Linked DNA regions of Macaca mulatta: region 2 is linked to region 1. Evidence: chromatin contacts called from public Hi-C data. All regions are on one chromosome and are shown on one strand. The core of a region is the stretch at or near the end of the contact, and the rest is flanking DNA. Distances in the headings are between cores, read along the strand shown.

The links. Hi-C and Micro-C count contacts between places; a contact is called where the count stands out from the background.
Region 2: a contact with region 1 is called in a Hi-C map of fetal cortex germinal zone, with 2.9 times the contacts expected there. The contact joins the promoter of RIF1 here to the promoter of RBM43 in region 1. A contact is called at or near these places in 2 of 14 Hi-C or Micro-C datasets (blood and fetal cortex germinal zone).

What each region holds. Positions count from the first base shown.
Region 1 is chr12:56,218,987-56,225,667 of T2T-MMU8v2.0, reverse strand. RBM43 (RNA binding motif protein 43) reads left to right here and starts at 2,797. Exons shown (of 4, transcript XM_015110089.3): 1 at 2,797-2,967. The coding sequence starts at 2,965.
Region 2 is chr12:56,365,998-56,373,326 of T2T-MMU8v2.0, reverse strand. It overlaps RIF1 (replication timing regulatory factor 1), which reads right to left and starts at 5,286. Exons shown (of 36, transcript XR_013401987.1): 1 at 5,151-5,286; 2 at 4,659-4,772; 3 at 3,842-3,920; 4 at 310-406.

The DNA.
Region 1 (6,681 bases), core at 1,548-4,047:
AGGGAAAGCAAGAAAGACATTCAATATGAGCAAACATATAAAGATATTTTCAGAAAGGGGCCAGGGCTATTAAGATGGTATAACGGGGTGATGGAATAATGATTAACAAGGAAGATACACTGGGTGATGAGAGCTAGTCTTTCTGAAGAGAGGTTACTGTGTTGGAAGCTGAAAGACTGAGGGGGCGTGACTGCCCTCAGCATTCCTGCTGGGTGGCATACTCAGTTTGTCAGTTTGCCAACATTATGCATTTATGAGAACAGTTTGCTGTTTACTCATACAGCCTTCAGTGGTATACTGAGTTGATCACGACCCTCAATCTTTCGGCCTCCAACATTATTGTAGCTAAGACCCAAGTGACAGCAGGAGCCAGTCAAGTGAAGATCAGGGCGGAGCTATTGAGGCAGGGACACAGTACATAGGTCAGGGAAAACTCCCAGGCTGATAGCTTGTTGTGATTGCAGCAGAGGGTCATGGCAGTGGTAGGAGATCTGGCCAGAAAAAAAGGATCAAGGTCATTGTGGCTCAGGTGAAAGCAATGAAAACGATGACGTGCTTAAACAGAAGTCAAATCTGATTTACATTTTAAAAAGATCCTTCTGGGTGTGGTAGCAAGAATGGAGTGAGGAGCTAGAGAGGATGGAGACTGGATGAGGATGGTAGGGATGCAGCTGGAAAGAGGGACTGATACTAGGTCCCTCTGGAAGGCCTGTTGTTGGGGTATACAAAGAAGGATGAGGAAAAGAGAAATCAAGGACTGGGTCATGAGCTTGAGCTCATGGGTGGACAGTGCTGCCAATTCTTGAGGGGGAATTAAGAAGGGGAGAAGAAGAGTTCTACTTGTTAAATTTCAGATGCTTGCTTGACATTCAAGTCGGCACTTAGATACATACATCTGGAAAGAAAAGATAAATTGGGGAATTACTTACAGATCTACCTCATTCTGTTTTTCTTTTTTTTTTCTTCTTGAGACAGAGTCTTGCTCTGTCGCCCAGGCTGGAGTACCGTGGTGTGATCTTGGCTCACTCTGTCTCCAGGGTTCAAGGGATTCTCTAGCCTCAGCCTCCCCAGTAGCTGAGATTACAGGTGTGTGCCACCACGCCCGGCTAATTTTTGTATTTTTAGTACAGACGGGTTTCACCATGTTGCTCAAGCTGGTCTTGAATTCATGAGCTCAAAGTGATCCACCCACCTTGGCCTCCCAAAGCTCTGGGAATGCAGGTGGGAGCCACTGCTCCCTTCCTCATTGTTTTAAAATCTTCATAGCCTTGTGCCTTACTGATATACCATCAGCCATATAATAAATAGCTCCATTCAATGATAAACTAGGTGGATCCCAGTTTATAAAAAAATATTACTACCTGTATTTCAAGCAATAAAATAAAATTTCTATACAATATCTTAGTACCATTTGTGCACTATAACTTCAAGTTCAGTTCTAAAAGTAGAATTGCTGAGACTAAGAATATGTGCGTTTTACATTTTTTTGCACTTTACATTTTGATAAAAATCTTTAGACGTATTAGCATCTATCTATGCTTGCAGCAACTCTGATGCTTTCTTACATTCAGGCTAACGCTTTTTAGTTTTCCAGATCTAGCTGTGGAGAAATGGTATCTTATTATTTCAATTTCCATTTCTTAGGAGTGGGATTGGGTTTCTTCATATCTGCTAGCTATCTACCTTTGTTCTTCATGCATTCATTGATTTGATTTTGAAGTTTGTCCAGAGATTCTCTGTGTCCCCATAGGTGCCATTCAGGGGTCCTATACTAAGGCATGGACAAAGTGGTGAGCTCTCTGTTGGCAGGGACCTGGCGCTTTCATCCTGTGTCCTTAGCACCCGGTAGAGGTCCAAGGGGGCTCCTGGTCTGGGCTGGGAAGGTGACCAACACGGGGTTGGGGGTTGAGGTGGGGGTCGGGGAACTGGGGTAGGTTGTACAGAGGAAAAGGCACAGGTGAGGGGTGGGGGAAGACGAAGATGGCTGGACAGATAATAAGGGCGTAGGAAAGACATTCAGATTTCACTGAGCGAAGGGCTTTTAAAAACTGATGCTAGAAAAACTTTACTTGCTGTTGTAAAAAACCATCTGTGTGAAGTAGAAATTGGTATCAATAACATTATAGAGAATACGTTCTAAAAAGTAAAGGTAGCTGGATGTAAAATTCTGGTAGCAGTTTAATATCCTAGATGGTTAGGTTGAGGCCAGCAACTAATGAGGACAAAAGCCTTCTCTATGGGAAATTTTGGACAATTATCTGGAGAAATATTACAGTGAGCATAAACCACACTGAATTGTTTTCAAAAGTGTTGTAAAGTTTCATGTAGTAAAAAGGTTTTAGCCACATGCCCTTCAACTTCATGGCATCGAATATATAAACACAGAAGACAGCATGCATGCAAGATATGTAACTCCCTTACATGCTAATGCATGCGATTCAAAACTGTCATGACATCTAGGGCTGTCTGCAACTACGAGATGACTGACGTTATGAAAAGCGTAGCCCCCCGAGTATCAACACAGGAAGCGGCCACCACCTCCTATGTGTTTTCCCTTTTTGCGTTTTTTCTTTTTTAAAATCAACTCTGCTGTTGTTGCTGCTGCTTAGCAAAACGGGTAAAAACAAAATTGCAATCATTGATTCATCACCCACAGAATCCCCAAATTTCCTGTCGAGGAATCCTCTCGGCCTCTCTCCAGCGTGCTTCCAAAAGTTGCAAAAATACGGAGGGCGTCTGGGCAGGCGCTGGCAACAGCCCTCCGGAGTCCGAGCTCCCACCCACAGGCCACGAGGTAGCAGACAGCCGGATCGGGTGGAAGGGCCGCCCTTTTCTTCGTAGCCTCCAAGGGAGCGGGAACAAAAAAACGAAACCAAAACCTGCCTGCTCGCTCCTCTCCCCATCTCCCGCGTTCCGCTGGTTGTGGGCTTCCTGCGGCCGCCGAGGGCGCGTCTCTCCTCCGCCATGGCAAGTTCCTTTTGCTTTGATTTTGCGGAGCAGGTCCATGCCTGCACCGTCGCCATGGTCCCCTAGAAGGGCGCGGAACCGGGCGCGACGGGCCAGGGTGCAGGGCTGCGCGGGAAGGGGCGGCGCGCGGAGGGGCCCTGGGGATCCCGGAGAGCCGTCCACCCCGGCGGGCAAACTCAGGTCAGCCTCGCTGCAACTTCCCGGGTGGCGGCACTGCGTGCTCCTGAAATTCACATACGGCGGTGCGGTGTAGGCCCGCTCCAGAAGCGCAGGACTAGGCTGCCACCTCCCGCACCCACTGCACAGGCGACGGGGACGCAGCCGTTTCCTCGAGGAGCTGCTTCGCAGGCTATTAGGGCTTAACTGTTGGCCTCCCACGCCTCGGGGGGAACAAAAGTGGACTGATTAGCCAGAAATGGAGGCCACAGTGCCTTTAGAAAAGGGCTAGTAAGAACGAGGACGCAAGTCAGGAAGACATCCTCATGTCTTATGTCTGCCTTGGTGCGAATTCTTGTCTTTTGTGGTCTTAGTTTTCCCTCTAGAGACACAAAGGACGTTTTTACTATTAGTGCTGGTGAGGAAGAAAAGTTAGCAAATTCAAAATGTAGCCTCTGTGTTTTGTTTTGTTTCCATCAATCGCATAAAAGCCTTGGCAAGGCCTTTAATTCCTGCTCTGAAATGCTAGAGTCCCGGAAATGCAAAAGCAATTGTGAGAGGCAAGTGCGTTTTTGTTGACCTGGTGGCGGTAAAGGCGTCGTCATTCAAAATGAACAACTGATTTTGAGAAAATCAATATAAACAAATGCAGTGAATGAATCTTCTTTTTCTTCCCAATGCCTTACTTACAAAAGTAAAGTTTTTCTATATACTTTTTGCTTTCTGATAAGATGGCCAAGTCTGTTATAACACAATACTGATGCAAGGAAAAGCGCCATCACCTTAGTATCTCTTGGCTAAAAGCTGCTGGTTGCAAAGTCCTTGAAAGGACTGTCTTTCTCTAGGACAATTCTTTATCTTAATCGTGGGTAGAAGAGATTAATAACCCTCATTATTCATAACTGACCTCAGTAAAATTATCTGTATTAGCCATACTTTCTCCAACCTACGAAACGAAGGACAAATACTGGCAAGTCATTGAAGTACTAATTCATTAAATGATTCATAGAAACTAGTTCTTACCAAACAAAATTTACACCTTTATGTTTTTTTCTCCTAAAAATACTGGTTCAGGGAGAAGTTTCTTTGATTTTAAAGATAAATTACATGTAGACATTCAAATAAAGAAATACAGTATTAGTACTAATGAGGGCATGGAACTGAAGTAAGATTTCCTGAGTTTAAATTAATTGCATGTTTTTCTTTGATATTGTTGGAGTGCAGAAAAAGATCCCCTGCCGGGCGCGGTGGCTCACTCCTGTAATCCCAGCGCTTTGGGAGGCCAAGGCGGGCGGATCACGTGAGGTCAGGAGTCTCTACTAAAAATACAAAAATTAGCCGGGCGTGATGGCACCCACCTGTAGTCTCAGCTACTCGGGAGGCTGAGGTAGGAGGATCACTTGAACCCAGGAGGCGGAGGTTGCACTGAGCCAAGGTCGTGCCATTGTACTCCAGCCTGGACAACAGAGCGAGGCTCCGTCTAAAAAAAAAAAAAAGACTTTGAGAGGCCAAGGGGGTTGTGGAGCACGAGGTCAGGAGTTCGAGACCAGCCTGGCCAAAATGGTGAAACCCCCGTCTCTACTAAAAATACAAAAATTAGCCGGGCATGGTGGCTGGTGCCTGTAGTCCCAGCTACTGGGGAGGCTGAGGCAGGAGAATCACTTGAACCTGGGAGGTGGAGGTTGCAGTGAGCCAAGATCACACCACTACACTCCAGGGTGGGTGACAGAGCGAGATTCCGTCTCAAAAAAAAAAAGAAAAAAGAAAAAAGAGAAAGATCTCCCAAAAGAAATAAACACAAATGAGTGAGTGAATCTTCACTAGAAAAATAAAGTTTTTCTTTATGCCTTTTGCTTTCTGATATGATGTCCCTGCCTTTATTCTTACATTGACAGGGTTGAGCACTTCTATTTTTTTGTAGCCATATTTAAATCTTCAATATTTTTGTTTTTATTTTATTTTATTTTTTTTTGAGACAGAGTCTCACTCTGTCACCCAGGCTGGAGTGCAGTGGCACGATCTTGGCCCACTGCAACCCTCACCTCCCGTGTTCAAGCCATTCTGGTTCCTCAGCCTCTGGAGTAGCTGGGATTACAGGCGCCTGCCACCACTAATTTTTGTATTTTTAGTAGAGATGGGGTTTCACCATGTTGGCCAGGCTGATCTCAAACTTCTGACCTCAAGTGATCTGCCCACCTCAGCTTCCCAAAGTGCTGGGGTTACAGTCGTGAGCTATTGCACCTGGCCTTTTTTAAGAGTTAGCAGGTTTGTCTAAAGGTAAAAACCAATAATAATGTAAACAGTAAATATTGTTTATAGCAGGTCCCAATAGTGTGCTGTGATTACTTTTTCTCCTTTTGGTCCAATGTTATGTGTATTTTTCCTTTTCCACTTCTAGGAAAATGTTCCCAGCAAATGGGTCAAATGGATTCCCTCCCTCCCTCCCTCCCTCCCTCCCTTCCTTCCTCTTTCTCTTCTTTTCTCCTTTCTCTTTTCTTTTCTTTATTTCTCTTTCTTTCTTTTCTTTTTCTTTCTTTCTTTCTTTTTCTTTCTCGTTCTTTCTTTCTTTTTCTTCTTTTTCTTTCTTTCTCTTTTCTTTCTTTTCTTTTTGCATTCCATGATTTTTTTTTTTTTTTTTTTTTGGGACAAAGTCTCCCTCTATTGCCTAGGCAGGCTGGAGTGCAGTGGTGCTCACTACAACCTTCACCTCTCAGATTCAAGCCATTCTCCTGTCTCAGCCTCCCAAGTAGTAGCTGGGACTATAGGCATGTGCCACCACGCCCAGATACTTTTTGTTATTTTTGGTAGAGATGGTATTTCATCAGGTTGGCAGGCTGTCCTCAAACTCCGCCTGCCTTGGCCTCCCAAAGTTCAGGGATTACAGGTGTGAGCCACCTTGCCCAGTCTGCATTCCATACTTTACTTAAAATCATGCAAGTACTTATATTTTTAGGCTGGGGCCCCTTCAAATCCCATAAATGGGGGAGAACTTGCTCTGGGATATAAATGCTAGCAGATTCTCTCTGGAGTGTTCATTCAGGTTTTTTTTTTTTTTTTTTTTTTAGACAGAACCTTGTTCTGTCACCCAGGCTGGAGTGCCGTGGTGCCATCTTGGCTCACTGCAGCCTTGAGCTCCTGGGCTCAAGTGATCCTCCGATCCTCCTATCTCCACCTCTGGAGTAACTAGCTGGGACTACAGGTGTGCACCACCACACCTGGGTAATTTTTTGTGTTTTTGGTAGAGACCGGGTTTCATCTGGATTACAGGCGCCTGCCACCACACCCAGCTTATTTGTAGTAGAGACGGCATTTCACCACGTTGACCAGGCTGGTCTAGAATTCCTGACCTCAGGTGATCCATCCGCCTCGGCCTCCCAAAGTGCTAGGATTACAGGTGTGAGCCACCGTGCCCGGGCTTCTTTTTAAAATTGTTTTACTTTCATTTTATGGGGCTCTTGGGATGGACAGGACATTGTGTGTGTGGTGTGTGTGTGTGTATGTGTGTGTATGTGTGTGTGCGGGTGCTTACACTGTCTTCCTGATCTGGTAGGTCAGAAA
Region 2 (7,329 bases), core at 4,037-6,536, 150 kb before region 1:
CTCCGCCTCCTGGGTTCATGCCATTCTCCTGCCTCAGCATCCCGAGTAGCTGGGACTACAGGCGCCCGCCACTACGCCCAGCTAAGTTTTTGTCAAATACCCCTTACTTTTATGAGCAAATTTTGTAGTATCAAAGTTAGAGCTACGTGTAGGTGATGATAATCTAAACATTCTTTCCTAAAAGCAAACCTTAAACTACAGGTTCTGAAACTAATCCAGAGATAATAGTACTTTTAACAGCATCAAATTATACTTAAAATTTATACTTTATACTCTAAAACTACTGACAGTCATAAGAAATTTATCTACCTGATAATTCTGAGGTAATTTTGGGATTATATAAGCAAAACCCCAGGGCTTGTAGAGCAGCACTACTCAGCTCCGAGTTTTGACTGGAAATGTGAGTCTACAAAAACAAAACCACATTTATTACAAACAAGCACAACTGTAAATCAATCTTTAGAAAGCAGAAGTCAATTATAGAACAAACAAATTCATCACATTTTACTCCAACAAATCCTTGAGAATATGCATAAAAAACAAAAATAAACAAGGAATAAAATCAGAAGGCCATGTGTACAGTTTGGCAAAGAAAGGAGAGGAAACTGGATCAAGAGCAACTGAATGAAGATAAAGGATATCTCTACACCTATGAAAGCAAAGAAAAAGAGGTCAACAGATGAAAAATGCTAAAGACATAACAGGGAAAAGGGAGTAAGGCCCTTCCACTGAGTAAACAAGAGACTCAAATGCAAAAGCTAACATCCTAACTTTAGAGGGGAGTGACATCTCTTCCTCCAAGACTGGGAGAAGGAAGGGGTTAGAATGTAACATTTATAAAGTATCTATTATTATCTCAATTAGTAGTTATATAAAACAATTTTTTAAACCTTACTTTATACATAAGAGAATTTCAATCCATGTCAATCTAGAAATTGTTTTTTTTTTTGGAGACAAGAGTTTCACTCTTGACCAGGTTGGAGTGCAATGATGTAATCTCAACTCACTGCAATAATCTCTCACTGCAACCTCCGCTTCCCAGGTTCACGAGTAGCTGGGATGACAGGCGTGCGCCACCATGCCTGGCTCATTTTTTGTATTTTTAGTAGAGATGGGGGTTTCACCATGTTGGCCAGGCTGGTCTCGAACTCCTGACCTCAGGTGATCCACCCGCCTCAGACCTCCCAAAGTGCTGGGATTACAGGCGTGAGCCACCTTGCCTGGCTGTCAATCTAGAATTGAAAGTCCAACTCATAGTATTTATGTAAAAGCTATAAAAGGCCAAATCTGTCAAAGAGGATCTCAGTATGTTTACTTTTACCCTGTACCCCATTTCCTTGTACCATTTCCTACTCCAAAGGGATTTATCTTCAAAATCCCCCATATCTGTTTGAATCAAATATCCAAGGAATCCTCAAATTCCTGAGCAGGAGAATAGCAAATGTTAATGGTTAAATATATGAGCAGATACTTCTCTGCAGTGTCTTCTATATTTACAAAACGAAGCCAAAAAATTCAAACCCTAGAGTACAGAATGTAAGGGATATAGTACAGCAACCAGGTGTAAGCAACTAAGTAAGGCTTAATACTTTGAGAGCTACTACTATATCTCCTGGATAATAGCTAGTAAATGTCTGTGATTAATTTTCATTAAACTTACTTGAAAGTGTTCCTTAACAATAATGTGTCTCATTTTCAAGAATGTTGTGGATTCCTAGACACAATCCTAGCTGAACTCTAAACACAACATAGAAACATGTTCTACTTTACCTGGTATGGTTACTACTCTGAAAGAATTCAATTATCCTTTCATTGCTTAAAATTGCTATTGTCCTATTATCAACCTTCCACGTGTATCCAAATAATTTCAGGTACAAATCCTATTTACAAACAATGCAACTTGACTCAAAATGTATGCAACAAGACTGGGCCCAGTGGCCAACCAACATGGAGAAACCCCGTCCCTACTAAAAATACGAAAAAAAATTAGCCGGGCATGGTGGCGCATGCCTGTAATCCCAGCTACTTGGGAGGCTGAGGCAGGAGAACAGCTTGAACCCGGGAGGTGTTCAAGCCACTGCACTCCAGCCTGGGCAACAAGAGCAAAACTCTGTCCCCCGCCAAAAAAAAAAAAAAACCAAAAAAAAAGTATGCAATAGAGTTCCTGATCCTATAAATGCTCAATATACGAAAGTGCATGTCTTTACATCGAATTACAACAATGTGGAATATGACAATAAAGAAAATGGAATAAACACCGATATTAAGTAACTAGCACACAATAAAGTTTCTGCTTACACAAAAAAAGTTGATGACTATGACAACACCAAGAGTAGGCTATCTCTGTTAATACTTAGCCAAAAATCACGTTAAAATGTACAATACGTGTCTGGATGAAACACTTGTTTAAAGGCACACAGCTGGGCACGGTGGCTCACACCTGTAATCCCAGCACTTTGGGAGGCCAAGACGGGCGGATCACCTGAAGTCAGGAGTTCAAGACCAACCTGGTCAACATGATGAAACCCCATCTCTACTAAAAATATTAGCCGGACGTGGTGAGGGCATGCCTGTAATCCCAGCTACTCAGGAGGCTGAGGCAGGAAAATCACTTGAACATGGGAGACAGAGGTTGCAGTGAGCTGAGATTGTGAAACTGCACTCCGGCATGGGTGACAGAGCAAGATCTGCCTGAAACAAACAAAAAGCATAAAAGTCGGGCATGGTGGCACCTTCTTGTAATCTCAGTTACTAAGGAGGCTGAGGTGGGAGGATCGTTTGGACCCAGGAGTTCGAGACTGGCTTAGGCAACCTATCAAGATCCCCACCTCAATAATTAAAAACAAAAATAAAAGCACAAGAACAAGGTCATAATAAAACCACAAAATATTTTTTAAAAAAGGAACAAGGTCATAAAAATAAGAACTCAAAGAAACATTGGAGATAAAGTTCAACTTTTTCATTCTAAAAACAAGAAAATTTAAAATATGTTAAGGATGGTCAGGAAGCCACTGAGTAGGCAAGTGAAGACACGAACACAGCTCCATATGTATGACGTCAAACATCATTTCCCTAAAGCAAAAAAGGTAACAGTTGTAGCAAAAACTGAGGGTGAATGAGGAAAAAGAAATTAATGCTACCTACAGAGTAGACCAAAGACAACCGTAATTTTAAAATCACTTACTTAGATGTAGATTCCCAAAGGAAAGAAAACAGGTTAATCTCTGATCACTGCTTTCAAGAGCACAAACTCAGATTCAAGTGCCCTTAGGCAACTTAGGCAAATTAAATTAATTTCTTCACCTGCAAAGTGATCATTAAGAAATAATCTCATGGAACTATGGAGAGTTAAGTGATAAAGCATGTAAGGTAATTAAGAAAGTACCTGAGAAGCTTTAAGTAACAATAAAGAGTATTATAATCAGTATTACTGCTGTTGTATTTTAGATTCAAAGCTTTTGAGTCAACCGGCAAAACTTTTAATAAACCACCAAAAGTGTCTCAGCAAGGTGGCTCACGCCTGTAATCCCAACACTTTGGGAGGCCGAGGAAGGAGGATCGCCTGAGGTCGGGAGTTCGAGACCAGCCTGACCAATATGGAGAAACCTCTTCTCTACTAAAAATACACAATTAGCCGGGGTGGTGACGGATGCCTGTAATCCCAGCTATTCAGGAGGCTGAGGCAGGAGAATCGCTTGAACCTGAAAGGCGGAGGTTTCAGTGAGCCAAGGCCGAGCCACTGCACTCTCTGGCAACAAGAGCGAAACTCCACCGCAAAACAACAACAACAAAAAAAACAAACTACCAAAAGTGAAAAACTATTTAACAAACAGATACATACCTTTAAAACTTTGTACAGCCGAGGAAGCTTTTTCTCGATTTCTATAATTACTTCTTTTCCTTCTTCTCCAGTCATACGACTTAAAAAGCAGGAAGAACACAAGTTCAGGTAGTTGACGGGGAGAAAAAAAAAACTCCCTAAAATACATGCACCACCTTTTTAAAAATTACTTTCTAACTCTTGTAAATGAATTAACCCAGTAGGTAAAGTCCTTAAAGGCATATAGAATATATAATGCAATATATATCAGAAGTGAAAGTAGAAAACTCTTCAGAATAACATTTTACATCCGTTACACGCAAGTTGTGATAGCCTGACTCCAAAAAGACAGAACGGGGATCCCTATCCCTAGTTACTAACGATTTACTAAGCCTTTACAAAAGGTTTTACAAAAGTTTAGTACATTTCTATGAAAATTACTTTGAAGCATTTTGCAATTAATAAAAATCAGTTTATGGCTGTTAAAAAAAAAAAAAAACTCCGGGTAGCCACATTTTCCCAACACATCGGAGGTTTACACTGAAAACCCCTCCTCCAACAACTACTTCCAAGCGAAACTTTTAAAAATCCCTCGCTTGCAAAACACGTGCAAGCTCCCTCGTTCCAAACACACACCTCAAGCGCACCAGCAGCAGTACCCGGGAACGTCACCTAGGATACATCTCCCCCGCCCCACAACGCGTCCGCGACTCGGGTGTCCTCACATTTGCCAGACTTCTAGAACTCATATTCATTCTACGCGCCCCTCCCAACCACCTTCTTTCTCCCCAGTCTAGAGCGCTCCCCCCACCCAGCAACGCCCCGTGGCGGACCTCACCTGGTCAGACTCAGGTAAGCGTCAGTCTGCCCTCCATGGGAGGCAGAAGGGTCTTCCAAAGTCTCCAACAGCGGCGCGAGGGGGCTCTGACCCCTGGCCGTCATGTCGGCCACCCTGAGGCCCGAACCGGAAGAGGAGAAAATCCAGTGACCGATGGAAACAGCCCCGCGGCGGCCGTGTGAGTCCGGCCCTCACACCCGCACGCCCGCCCCGGCCTCACAGCCACGCCGCGTCTGCACCCCAGGCCTCCGAAGCACCAAACCCCAGCGCGAACCTCCTCCGGCGCCCGGCACCAGGAACCTGAGGCCACGCCACATTCGGGCCTGGGCCCGCTCCCGCCACCACTTTCCCGGGCAGCTTTCAACAGAGGGAGGAGATCGGCAGAGGGCGGGAGAAGCCCGGGGAACGAGGCATCTCGCCGCGAGGGGGCGGAGGGTGGGCAGACTAAGGGCTCCCCACGGCCTATCACTGTGACCCCGATATTTATCCCACCTAGGAAGATCAGGACAGGGTCCTCTCCGCCTCTGCCCCGCAGCACCCGGACGCTGCCAGAGCTCGACTGTCCCTGCTCCGGCTGTTTACTCACGCGTGCGGCGCTCTCCCTCCTAGACCAAGATGGCGGCGGGGCGGGCCCAGGAGTGCGCGGGAGTAGGTTAGGCCTGGCGGGAGAAGTTCGAGCCAATCCAACAGTCAGCGGCGCACCTGAGTTATCGATCGCATCGCTTCCCTGCCCAGCTGCCGTGTCTCGCCCCGCTGGTCAGCATCAGGTGGTGGTGTTTTGCCTAAGGCGAGAGACTTGAAATTCAAAATGTGACTTAATTGCGCACACTCACTAGACTGAACTTAGTAGACCTTTAGACTAAGTGTTCAAACTCCAAGTCCAGTGCTTGTTGAAGTTTTAGCTACAAATCAGTTAGCAAAAGGAGATAACGTACTGTTAGGTTTAAGACTAAGAGCTGGCCGGGCGCAGTAGCTCACACCTGTAATCCAAGCACTTTGGGAGGCCGAGGTGGGCGGGTCACCTGAGGTCAGGAGTTCGAGACCAGGCTGGCCAACACATGGTGAAACCGCGTCTCTACTTAAAAAAAAAAAATACAAAAATTAGCTGGGTGTGGTGGCGCACGCCTGTAGTCCCAGCCACTTGGAAAGCAGAGGCAGAAGAATCGCTTGAACCCGGGAGGCGGAGGTTGCATTGAGCCGAGATCACGCCACTGCACTCCAGCCTGAACGACAGAGTAAGATTAAGACTCCGTCTCTCAAAAAAAAAGAAGAGGCCGGGCGCGGTGGCTCAAGCCTGTAATCTCAGCACTTTGGGAGGCCGAGACGGGCGGATCACGAGGTCAGGAGATCGAGACCATCCTGGCTAACACGGTGAAATCCCGTCTCTACTAGAATACAAAAAAAATTAGCCGGGCGTGGTGGCGGGCGCCTGTAGTCCCAGCTACTTGGGAGGCTGAGGCAGGAGAATGGCGTGAACCCGGGAGGCGGGGCTTGCAGTGAGCTGAGATCCGGCCACTGCACTCCAGCCTGGGCAACAGAGCCCGACTCCGTCTCGAAAAAAAAAAAAAGAAGAAGAAGAAAAGAGCTGTATATCAAGAAGGTCTAGATTCCAGCTCTGGTTCCACGTGACTTTAGCAAGTTAATTAACCTATGCCTCAATTTCCTCCTCCATAAAACAGGGCTTTTAATAGGTGAAGTGAGAAAAGGTTGGAGAGGCCAATGGTTCTCAAGTTTTAAGCGTACATAACAATGGCCTGGGGATATTCGTTAGTAAACTGCAGCTTCCTGGGCCCCGCCTTTATGCATTGTAATTCAGTAGATTTAGGTAGCTCCCGAGGATGTGCATTCTTCTCTTAGGCCCCTGGGGGGTTGAAGGGTGGGATTTGGCCCGGGCTTCTTCCCTAGAGACACGTCGGTAAACACAATGACAGTCATTTATCCTTACTGTTAATATGCTGCTCCTCTTTTCCTTTTTTTTTTACTTTTCTTTTCTTTTCTTTTTTTTTTTTTTGAGACGGAGCCTCCTTCTTTCGCCCATGCTGGAGTGCAGTGGGCTATCTAGGCTCACTGCAACCTCTGCCTCAGCCTCCGGTGCAGCTGGGATTACAGACGCCCGCCACCACACCCAGCTAATTTTTGTATTTTTAGTAGAGACGGGGTTACACCATTTTGGCCGTGCTGATCTCAAACTCCTGACCTCGTGATCCGCACGCCTCGGCCTCCCAAAGTGCTGGGATTACAGACTTCAGCCACCGTGCCGGGCTGTATGTGGTTTTTTTATTGTCTGCCTCTACCCATTAGAATATAAATTCTGTGAGAACAGGGATTTTGCTTTTTTTTTTTCCCCCCCATAATTTCCCGTTTATAATTAAAGGACTGGGGGGGGGGTCATGTTGCTTGTATTTCTTTCATATGTATGGTTCTTTGATCTTCCAAAAATGTTATGTTTTAAATTTTATTATTTTTAAAGACAAGGCCTTGCTCTGTTGCCTGGGCTGGAGTGCAGTTGGTGGTGTGATCATGATTTACTGCAGCCCTGAATTTCTTGGGTTCAGATGATCCTCCTGCCTCAGCCTTATAAGTAGCTCAAAAATGTTATGTAAGATTTTATCGTTGTCATTCCTGTGCCTAAAATACTCTGGCCATTCCCATCAGCAACAGGATGGATTTC